Regions from separate parts of the Mus musculus genome. Here all the other regions are linked to region 3. A link is a contact called in public HiChIP or PLAC-seq and promoter capture Hi-C data. All regions are on one chromosome and are shown on one strand. Each heading gives the region's core, a stretch centred on a gene start, on an enhancer-like site or on the middle of the called end of the contact. The rest is flanking DNA. Distances are from core to core; before and after follow the strand shown.

Evidence for each region. Promoter capture Hi-C pulls out the DNA fragments that hold promoters and counts their contacts. HiChIP or PLAC-seq counts read pairs in DNA pulled down with a chosen protein or histone mark.
Region 1: a promoter capture Hi-C map of hippocampal neurons shows a contact between it and region 3, with 12 times the contacts expected there. The contact joins the promoter of Fndc9 here to the promoter of 4930597A21Rik in region 3. A contact is called at or near these places in 8 of 39 promoter capture datasets (the C10 cell line, cranial neural crest, embryonic stem cells and 4 more), 2 of 484 Hi-C or Micro-C datasets (cerebral cortex and cortical neurons) and 1 of 9 other capture datasets (liver).
Region 2: a contact with region 3 is called in a RAD21 HiChIP or PLAC-seq map of pro-B cells, with 97 times the contacts expected there. The contact joins the enhancer-like site here to the promoter of 4930597A21Rik in region 3. A contact is called at or near these places in 2 of 39 promoter capture datasets (the SN4741 cell line and hippocampal neurons), 4 of 15 datasets of contacts at CTCF or cohesin (hippocampal excitatory neurons, large pre-B cells, pro-B cells and 1 more), 44 of 484 Hi-C or Micro-C datasets (3T3-L1-derived adipocytes, the AtT-20 cell line, B cells and 28 more), 4 of 115 datasets of contacts at active chromatin or transcription factors (astrocytes, differentiating embryonic stem cells and fibro-adipogenic progenitors) and 1 of 9 other capture datasets (embryonic stem cells).
Region 4: a promoter capture Hi-C map of liver shows a contact between it and region 3, with 3 times the contacts expected there. The contact joins the promoter of Pttg1 here to the promoter of 4930597A21Rik in region 3. A contact is called at or near these places in 2 of 39 promoter capture datasets (hippocampal neurons and liver) and 1 of 9 other capture datasets (pancreatic islet).

Annotation. Positions count from the first base shown.
Region 1 is chr11:46,234,299-46,236,998 of GRCm38.p6, forward strand. Fndc9 (fibronectin type III domain containing 9) reads left to right here and starts at 1,259. Exons shown (of 2, transcript NM_177075.4): 1 at 1,259-1,298. All of the region lies in intron 23 of Cyfip2 (cytoplasmic FMR1 interacting protein 2), which reads right to left.
Region 2 is chr11:45,925,308-45,928,007 of GRCm38.p6, forward strand. No RefSeq gene overlaps it. Among named protein-coding and RNA genes, the nearest start is that of Lsm11, 18 kb to the right of the region's middle. Within about 2 kb of position 1,439, at least 112 of the 459 cell types and tissues checked have an H3K27ac peak or open chromatin away from gene starts, as enhancers often do. A contact at or near this core is called in the AtT-20 cell line, B cells, the C2C12 cell line and 14 more, where this site is marked.
Region 3 is chr11:44,585,060-44,587,759 of GRCm38.p6, forward strand. 4930597A21Rik (RIKEN cDNA 4930597A21 gene) reads left to right here and starts at 1,258. Exons shown (of 4, transcript NR_126460.1): 1 at 1,258-1,291; 2 at 2,243-2,418.
Region 4 is chr11:43,424,950-43,427,649 of GRCm38.p6, forward strand. Pttg1 (pituitary tumor-transforming gene 1) reads right to left here and starts at 1,302. Exons shown (of 6, transcript NM_001131054.2): 1 at 1,252-1,302; 2 at 634-732. The coding sequence starts at 721.

The sequences.
Region 1 (2,700 bases), core at 9-2,508, 1.6 Mb after region 3:
CTTTCTCACACAGTTCTGTGGACAGGAAGCCTGAAATCAGCACGTCTGCAGGACAGCTCCCCTGTCCCGTCCCCCCATCCCCATCCCCTATCCCCGCCCGCTGCTCATGGATCCATTGCTTCCACTCCTGCCTCTGCCTCCACATGGCCTCCTCTTGTGTGTGTGTCTCCATGGGTTCAAACGTTCATTCTCTTAGAAAGACTCCATAGAAGTGATCAAGGGTGATTTCATCTCGCGATCCTTAACTAATTAACACCCATGAAGGCTCTACTTCTAAAGCCATGCTCTAAAGTTCATGTTGAGGGACCACCAGTCCATGGGAGATAATGGTTGAGCAATCTTGACAAGGGTATTTGAAATGTTGGTACCCGTGTTTTGCCCCTGAGGTGTTCGAAGCTTTAGAGTTGAAGGAACTGGGATCCAGGCAATACAAGAATCTCGCCCAGAACCATCATGTAGAGGCACTGCAGGAAATGAGAGGAAGGAGGGGGAGAATTTCCAGGGGGGAAGTGGGACAGGAAAGGAGGGGACAAGTTCGCCACAGAACCGAAGGGCATCTTTGCATTTGAAACCACTATCCACAGATGGAGATGGAGTAAGACAATGATCACTGGTCAGCCTTCAAGATGGCTCAGCAGTAAACCCCTTACCTCAAGGAGCCTCAGGACCTGAGTTCAATCCCCAGAACCCACATAAAAATGCCAGACACGGGGGTGTGCCTTTGTACCTCAGAGCTTGCAAAGCTCACTGGCCAGCTGGCCTTAGCCTGCTGGGTGCAAATTCCAGGCTCATGAGAGACTTTGTCTCAAACAGAGAGTAGACGGTTCTGGAGAAATGACACTTAAGGGCTGCCTTCTGATCTCTACATAGGTATGACATGAACATGTGTACCTGAAGAGAGAGAGAGAGAGAGAGAGAGAGAGAGAGCGCCAACTACAGAGAAAATACACAAGCACTAGAAGAATGTGCTATCTTGGGGATCAACCTGCAAAATTTTTCAACCTGCTCGTTTCTTGCTGAAGGAACCAAAGCTCCTTTCACTGGCAAAAGCCTACTCAGACTGGTCCCTGAAAGCATTGTGCGTAGATGCCTGCTGGTTGCCATGGTGAATGATGCTGATCTGAAGAATGAATAATGTGAGCGTTGGGGGCGACAGTGGGATTACTCAGTGGTGAGTGAGAAACATCAAGGAGAGCCTGGTGCGGAGGAGGGAGAAGAGGGAGAAGCTCGTCACCTGGGATCCGGTCCGCTCCGGCTCAGAGGGGAGACGTCTATACCAGACACACTGCGAGCATCAGGTAAGAGGCATGGATGGCTGTCTTGGAAATAAAAATGGCTTTTCCTTTCACACTCTGCCTGGAGAGGGGCCAGGCTGTGGGGACTGGATAGCTAAAAATGGGAAGAGTTTAAAAACAGAAGACGGGGAGAAAAAAAAAAATAAATACGAAGAGATGGATTTGTCCCTGGAAGCTGGAGATGCTGTAGAAGCAGTCTCGGTGGAAGCTCTTAGAAACGTCTGCTGCAGGGAACCCAGGCTATAAGATGGCCAGCAGCAGGGGGGAGGCAAGCAGAAGGGGAGGTATGTGTACAAGGACAGGATGCCCGATCACCCCGATGGGAGGGCCTTACAGGGCGCCTGTGTATTAACAGGGTATGAATTCCGCCCACTTACGGAGGTTGGAAGTGTGTTTGTTGGGTATGTAGGTCCCTGGGTGGGGAGGTGGGCATACATCAAGAGACCCGAGGGAGAGTAAGTCCGTTTCCTTCTGAAAGCCATCTCTGGGAGGCTCTGTACACCCCTGCCTCATCTTTTGTATTTCCCATTTACTGGGTGCAAATTCCCAGCCACGTGGAGAGGAGGAAGCTGCTTTCTCAAGCATGTCACTGTCTTTAGAGATGGAAACCAAGGACTGAAAACTTACTTCACGCTGTTACGTTTTCCCCTGGCTCACCTAGCCTAACAACACAAGCCCAGAAACAGAAATCAGTTTGGCTTAATATTCACTTTGGGCTGAACGTGCCCGCTTGCCATTTCAATCTTCCGCAGCATCTGCACTTCTGGCTGGGGATGGGGAATGGAGAAGAAGGCAGAGGGAGACCGGAACATATAGAGCCTGGCAACGCTTGTCTAGATTTTTGATCAGGGGGGATTCAGAAGGAAAGCTTTCTCTCAATCGGAGAGAATGAAAGAAAACCCAAAAACCTTGATGCCTCTCCTTTACCAAAGCTGAAAGGCTTACAATCTGAACAGGGCTCATCTGCCATACAGCCAACCAGGGTACCTCATTTACCAATAATTTAATAATAATAATAATAATAATAAATAATCAACAATAATAATCTATTACTGAACTCAGGGGCTCTGCATTGAAATACAGTGGCTAAGTGGGTAAGTTCTCTCTCTTCCTGTGAGCTGATACTCCAGGCCGCTCATTAATAAGATGGGAATGGAGTCTGTTATTGTGGGAGAAGCCACCTGGCACAGCCTGGATCCAGCAACTGCCGATTTGCTGTGGTTCTCAACCCCTTTGGGGGCCAAACGACCATTGGAAAACACAAACATTTACATTACAAGTCATGACGGTAGCAAAATTACAGTTATGAAGTAGCAACAAAAGCAATTTTATGGTTGGAGGGTCACCATCACATGAAGTACTGTATTAAAGGGTTACAGCATTAGGAAAGTTGGGAACTAGTGGG
Region 2 (2,700 bases), core at 189-2,688, 1.3 Mb after region 3:
TTCCTCTCTCGGCTCCTTTTTAAGTCAAAGTTAAAAAGCAAGCCAACTTAAAGGAAAACAACAGCTAAATAGATATGGGGCAAGAGGTGTGCTGGAGACCAAGGCAGAAACTCTGAAGTCGCCATGAGTTACCTGAGTGTGTGTTGAGGGTGGGGGCACATTGGGCCATGCAGTCACAGGAAAGATGATGTAAGCACTTGCTTGGATTTCTGACAGTGATGATAACTGGTGACAAGCCATCCTGGTGACCAGTTAGCTAATGTGTGAGCTGCTGCTTGCTGCCACCGGCGTGTACTTTCCACGTGACTCTAATTGGCCCACACAGGAGTGAATCTGTGACCCTTCCCTCATTAGCCACATGCTCAGACCAGCTGAGCTAGCTCTCACTGGGTCACTGGGGTCTCGTGTAGGAAATTACCATTCCAGTGCCCCATGGCCCTTTTGTAACCCCAACTAATGAATGTCCCATGGAGCCTAATGTCCTTCCTGGGGAAGCACGGGGCTCTACTCGCAGCATATGTGATCTTCTGAAGGTTTAACCCAGGAAGAGCCAATTGAGGGAGCACAGAGAATTTGGGGGAGCCAAGGAACACATGCATGCTGAGAGAAAGGAGGCCACGGTGCCAGTGTGGTGGATCTGGTCTCAAGGTAAAAAATGTAGAAAACTACAGAACATCACACAGCAAGTTCAAGTGTAAAGGGCACCAAGGGTGTGCTCTGTCGGCTTAGCAGGATACATCACCAACGCTTTAAGATTGATTTTTATTTATGTGTAAGAGTCTGTGTCGGCCATCGGATGCTCTGCAGCTGGAGGTAAAGATGCTTGTGAGGCACCGACACGGTTGCTGGGATCTAAGCTCTGTCCTCTGAGGGCCTGTAAGCACCTTAACCACTGAGCCATCTCTCCAGCCCCAACTGCCAGCTTTTAAAGATGAAAATGGTGTGTGCCTATTTTAGAGATGAGGAAACTGAAGTGATTCCTGAGAGCCAAAGACCCTCGCAGGAAATAAGTTCACTATGAAATACAGAGGATGGAGCTTTGCTGTAGCAGGCTGCCTCACTACAGGCCGGGAGCAATGGGCTAATCACAGGCAGGAACCTCCAAAATTAGGGGTAGGATAAACCTTTCTCTTTACAAGATATATATAAGCATTGATACCCGAAACCCCCGATCCCGTTGCTTGGCTGTTCCAATCTAACACAACAGGTTTCCTCTGTTCATTATAAATGCCCGTCTGACTCATGAACATGTCTGCATCCAGTTCTGGAGTGGTCACTCCACTCAGTAGCAACCATTGCCACACCTGGGCTTTCACAGGGCGCTGCAGACTGTATCTATCATTTCAATTGTTTCTGTATTGTTTCAATTGCGGGAGAAACAAGGGATTCCGTACAGCAGTGCAGGCACAGTCTCCTGCCAGCAGGGGGAGATAGTGACCGACACCCTGAAGTAAGGGATACTGGGAAACACTTCTCATTCTTTTCTAAGGTCATTTCCCTCCCTGACTGACAGCAGCTGCGCTGGCTGAGCTTAAGAATACAATCCACGACAACCCACATTGCCATGGGGTGGGTCGCAGCTGATTTTTTCCCTTGATGTCAAAGCTTCTACATATTTAAGTATGGATCGCTGCCTGAGACATGGGTCCTTCCAAGAGCTAGCGAAGCAGTTTTCTTTAACCCACTGCCACCTAGTGGCAACTGAGCAGACTGAGAAAGATACTTAGTTCTATCCAAGACTAGCCGGCAAGGATTCCACCCCCCCCTCCCCCCAGTTCTTTCTTATCCTACTCAGGAAAACCAAGGTAAAGATAGATATATTTACTTATGGGTTTTCCATACCCTGGATAATGAGGTATGAAACAAGGGAATCGTGGGCCTTGCCTCGTCCTCCCCTTTTGTGGTGGTTAGGCATTTACAAATGCAGTTGAGCCCAGGTTAACCTAGGTCTATTAGAACATGCCAAGTTAATGTGAGAAAGAATCAGGAGAGAAAGACAGAGAGACTGGGGGGGGGGGGAAGAAAGCGAGAGTGAGCCAGGGGTTTGCCCAGGCTAGACAAGCACTCTACCACCAAGCTATACTGTCCTTAGAGCTTTAGAGATTGGATCTAGCTATGTAGCCTAGGCTAGCTTCCGATTCCTGACTCTCTCCAGTGTGCTGAGATGGCAGATGCATGCCATGTCCAAACCAGAGTGACTTGCTTATTTGTCTGTCCTACTGGGTACCGAGAAAGCTCACAGGAGAGATTAAGTCACCGACGTGGCAAGCCCTCAGGCCACCCAGCTTGCTTTCATGCAGAGGGAAGCTGTGACTCGTTCACAGATATCTGGAAGCCTCTAAGGATAAGAATTAATGGTGACTTCACCAGATCATGAGGAGAATGGACTAATGCCAGTGAAGGCCAGGCAGAAGAAGTCCATAGGGCGATTAGTGCAGCTCAGAGTTGGGAGAACTCAAATTTAGGAGAACAAAGGTGCCTGGAGGATGGGACTCCAGAGATGTGCTTTGGTATCAAAAAGGCCCAAGATCACAACAGCAGGACTGCAATTAGCTAAAGCTTGTTTATTTATTTATGTGTCTGTGTGTGTGTGTGAGCACACACATTTGTGTGCATTTATGTCCATGCTTAGGGCACTAGATGTTCTCCTTCACCCTCCCCCTTTGATTTGAAGTGGGGTCACATCCCTGAGCCTGGCTA
Region 3 (2,700 bases), core at 8-2,507:
TGGGTGGGTAAGGGGGACTTTTGTTATAGCATTGGAAATGTAAATGAGCTAAATACCTAATAAAAAATGGAAAAAAAAAAAAAACCCCAGTGCCAATAGACAACTTCCCAATTGAAACTCCATTTTCTTTCTTTCTTTCTTTCTTTCTTTCTTTCTTTCTTTCTTTCTTTCTTTCTTTCTTTCTTTCTTTCTTCCTTCCTTCCTTCCTTCCTTCCTTCCTTTCTCTCTCTCTCTCTCTCTCTCTCTTATTTTCTCTCTCTCTCTCTTTCTTTCTTTCCCTTTTTTCTTTTTTTCTTTCTTTTTTTTGGATAGGCAGGGTTATATTTCAGGACATTTCTCTGGTTCACACTACACTTCCTTTATTCAAAATTAAGCGTGATAGTTGGGGTTAAGGCAAGGGCTCGGCCTGGATACAGGTTGTGTAAAGGTTCAGAGGGCTCGCTTTGTGGCTCAGAGGCAGAGCAATAGCCTCACATGCATGGCACCCTAGTCCAATCTCCACTGCAGCAAATTAGGAAGCTTTAGATATACTCTGTAATTAATGTAGAACTGTAATCTACGTCTGACACTTCAGATACAGATGATGTCATCTATACCTGAGTCAGCTCATGAAATCTAAGACTCTGGATGATGTAAGAATTAATTAATAAAAAATGGGAGTATAGGGAAGGTTCCCTTTTTATGTTAAAATCCTAATGAGTAAAATTAGAGTAAAAAATGACAGCATTAGGTTACTATTTTGCAACTGTTACTTCATTGAGGTTTCAAGCAAAAACATCAGCTTTGCAAACTCGAACATTGTTACTCCATGAATCCCTTATTAATTAGAAGAGAATTCACAGCAGCTTTCTAAGATGGAATCTTGGTGGTCAGGACCACTGTAACCAAACACTCAATATAACCAGTGCCATGACAAGCCTTTGTCATGTGCCTTTTGCTATGATTTGAATATATATATATATATATATATATATATATATATATATATTCTTCAGCATATAATCCTATATGTGGGATTACTGTTCAAGTATATCTCATAACCATAGCAGACAAACTCAAACTAGGGAACAGTGTACAAAAGAATATTTCTGCTTTCATGGTAAGCCTGATTAAATCAAAGGTCTTCTAGACAGGTGCACTACCAAAGATTACCACTAGATGTCACCATGGTCCTGCAGTTTGTTCAGTTTTCCAACTGCCTTTGTGGGTGCATCCGTTGTTCTTGGATTCTTAAAGCAGATACATTTAAGCAATTCTAACACACACAGACTTGGAAAGACCTACAAATTAAGTAAGGTTAGAGGTAATGGAGGTGGAGAACGAAGTTTTAGATTAAGTTTGTGTCTACCATTTCATACTGTGGACTGGGTGATTCCTGCTGACCCCCAGGCCCTGGTTTCCTTATGTGTAAAATGATTAGGGTAAGCTTTAAGGTAGGGATTAGGGTAGCCTTTAAGCTGATATTTTCTGATTGAAAGTGTTTCAGTGTTCTTACGAGAAATTTTTCTCTGGACCACTCTGGACCCATTACTGTTTACTCTGTCAGCCTGCCCCTCCCTCTGCCCCACACCCCCTTATTTTTTTTTAAATTAGATATTTTCTTTATTTAAATTTCAAATGTTATCCCCTTTCCTGGTTTCCTCTCCCAAAACATCCTCTCCCCCTCCCCCCTCCCCCTGCTCACCAACCCACCCACTCCTGCTTCCTGGCCCTGGCATTCCCCTATACTGGGGCATAGAGCCTTTACAGGACCAAGGGCCTATCCTCCCATTGATGACCGACCAGGCCATCCTCTGCTACATATGCAACTAGGGCCATGAGTCCCACCATGTGTTTTCTTTGATTGGTGGTTTAATCCCAGGGAGCTCTGGGGGTACTGGTTAATTCATATTGTTGCTCCTTCTATGAGGCTGCAAAACACTTCAGCTCCTTGGGTACTTTCTCAAGCTCCTTCATTGAGGACCCTGTGCTCCGTCCAATGGATGACTGTGAGCATCCACTTCTGTATTTGTCAGGCACTGGCAAAGCCTCACAGCAGACAGCTATATCAGGCTCCTATCAGCAAGCTCTTGTTGGCTTCCACAATAGTGTCTGGGTTTGGTGATTGTATATGGGATGGACCTCCAGGCCCACACCCCCTTATTTATCTCATTTGTGTTTATCTCTGTTTATGTAAATGGAAGTAAAGAGATCTCAATAATGTTACAATCACAAATGTAAACCTTTTCCCTTGCATAAGTAGAAGGTACCCAGAGGGAATAACTTAGAGACTGTAGATATGATCCAGTGGATCAGCCAGGCAAGAGGACTGGCTGCCAGTAATTCCAGAACCCGGGACGTAAAGATCCCCTTGGCAAGTTGGCTAGTGAGACTAGCCAGAATTGGAGACCTTTAGGGTTAAAGAGAGACCCTGCCTCCGTAAGTAAGGGGGGATTGATTGAAGAAGACATTTGCCTTCAACTCTGGACTACCACATTCATGCGCACACACATGCACACATGCACCACCATACATGTGCAGCCACACATATGTGACCATGAAAATATAAACACATACTGGCTCCACACATATGTATAAATACACACCCCTCCATATATATATTAGAGTGGGGTAATTAAATCTGACCTAGGTACTATGTGCTGAAGGTCAGGGCCTGGCACTTGCTGTGTTTTTGTCCTGTGTTTAGAGTTACAGAGTATT
Region 4 (2,700 bases), core at 52-2,551, 1.2 Mb before region 3:
GGTAAATAAAGGAGCTTTCGGCTAAACCAGACAACCTGAATTCAGTCCCCAGAACCCACACAGTATAAGGAAAACCAATTTCCACAGGTTGTCCTCTGACCTCCACAGGCACACCACGGCATGCGTGTGACCCCACACATACACAAATAAAGGTAATAAATGTATTGCTCTTAAAGATTAGGCCATACAACTTAACTCAATTCTTACACACAAACCTGTGCCTCATTTGGGGCAGTTACTTAGCACTCTAAATAACCTCATTAAGACAATAAGTATGAACATAGGCACCATGGCGCACGCCTTTAATCCCAGAATTTAGGAGTCAGGGGTAAGTGGATCTCCTGAGTTCAAGGCCAGCCTGATCTGCATAGCAAATCCCAGGCCAGTTAAAGCTATGTCTCAAAAAACCGATTTAAGCAGAGCGCCTGGACACGTGACTTAGTAGCATTTGAAAAGCTCCAAGTTCCATTCCCGGCAGTGCATAAGCCAGGCAAGGTGGCCCATGCCTGTAATCACTGCACTGGGCAGGTGGAGTCAAAGGATCAGAAGTTCAAGGCCCCCCTAGGTTACATTGGGAACTGTAGGCTGGGACCATTCACAACACCTGTGTATCTCAAGGCAGGAAATACTTACCACCAGTGCCCAGCTTCAACCCATCCTTAGATGCCAAACGGCGGCCGGGTTCTTCATTATCCTTATCAACAAAGATAAGAGTAGCCATTCTGGATTACTCTAAGGGAGAGACCTGAATATTAGGATATTGGCATTGAGGACGGCTGGAAAAACTACGCAGTAACAGAGACCAAGCTTTACCCAGGGCACCTATGCACAAAAATTTATAAGTAGCTGGAGAAGTCAACAGGCTTAATCCAGATCCTAAATCTGCACGCCAGGGTCATAAAACACTCAACTCTTACAGAAATCAGTTTATGTTGGCACCCATCAAAACTGTCTCCAGCCTACAATCTCTGCTATAAAGAGAAGCCAAGAGGATGCTCAAATTTGGCCTCCTGCTACATAACAAGTTCAAGACCAGCCAGGGCTGCTTGAGATCCTGAAGTGGGGAGGGAAGAAGAAAAGTAAAAACAGCGTTGCTGTGGGTCGAGCACGACAAGAGCGCCTCGGGACGCGGGGCCGAGTGAAGCACACGTCCCGACCCTGCTTCAACCTCCAGTCCCGGGTCTGCCCTCCCCGCCACCCCAAGCTCGCCCAAGACGCCCTCACCCACGACGAGCTCACAGCTAAACTCACCGAAGACTGCGCCACCAACGACCCGGCACACCGCAGTTTAAACTGTAACTCAATTGGTCCCTCCGAGAGGAGGTGGGGCCTACAGCCTGAGAACCAATGGGAGCAACGGAAGTTTTCAGCCACCGCCCAGCTCTCGCGTCTGTCTCCAAAGTATTAAGGAAAACAAAACTAAACAAAACCAAAAAAAAAAAAAAACAAACAAACAAACTAGAATCGTACATTGTCCAAAACTCCTGTGAGAGGCTTTTTGTTTGCCACGACATGGACCTGCGAGAAGGTACTCACCCAATAAACGTCTTGTCCCTTTAAATTTGAAGGGCTTTTTTTTTTTTTTTTTTTTTTTTTTTGGAAACAGGTTTTCACAGGACTCAGACTGTCCTTGAACTGTGCAATGGATGGTGAATGACAATCACTTTTAACTCCTGAGACTGCTTCCGGTCTTCCAAGGACTAGATTAGTGGCTGTGCCACTGCTCCAGGCTCACTTTTATGGTTTTGGCTTCTTTGAAAAAGTCTCTTACTACCCAGTTCAGGCTTTTCGGAAACTCACTAGCCCAGGCCTGCTTCTGACTCAAGATTCTCCTGCCTCAGAGCTCAGATCAGAGTAGCCAGAGTGTAATCTCTAGGGGAACAGGCCTGCGCAGTAGATACTGGAGTTTGGAGAAGACTAAAAAGGAATAAGTAGTAGAAGAGACCAACATGTACATAAAAACTTAACTGAAGAAGCCAAGAGGTTTAATCCAGACCTTAAATCTTCAAGTCAAAGTCAGAGGCACTAATCTACTGAGAAGATGGTTTGGGTCTTGGATCGGCCCCCACCAAAACCTATCCAAGACTGGAGAGATTCCTGGGCAGTTACAAGCACTTACTGATCTTGAAGAAGACCCTGGCTGTCCTGGGAATCACTATGTAGACCAGGATGGCCTGGAACTTAAGACATCTGCCTGCCTTTGCCTCTTAAGTAGTAGTTAATCTCTGCTTATTTTTAGAACTTGTGGAAATTTGGCAGGTTTGAAGACAAAGAATGGAGATTATTCAAGAGCCCAGGACTTCCCATTGAAATAAGCATTGTTAATAATAACATTGGAGCCTCCCCCTGCACACTTTCTGCTATGTGTGTGATTATATTTAATTAACATAAAAGTTCCTTAGTCTCCTTTGTGTGTTCCTGAAAACATTCTAAAGTTCCATGATTGATACTGGGATACTTGTACTAGGAATTTCACCCACCCCACCCCACCCCCTCCTGCTGGACAGACCCTTTCTACAAAGGTTGTGACAGCTTGTAAAGTCCTCAGCTCTATGGAGCCACAGGAGATGCTGATGTGTGACTGGTGAGTGGTAGATCAAGAAAGCTTGCTTGCTTTCTTCTTCTTCTTCTCCTTCTTTTTGTTTGTTTGTAGAACATGAGTTTAATATTTTTAGCTGTTAATATTCAATAAACGGAATA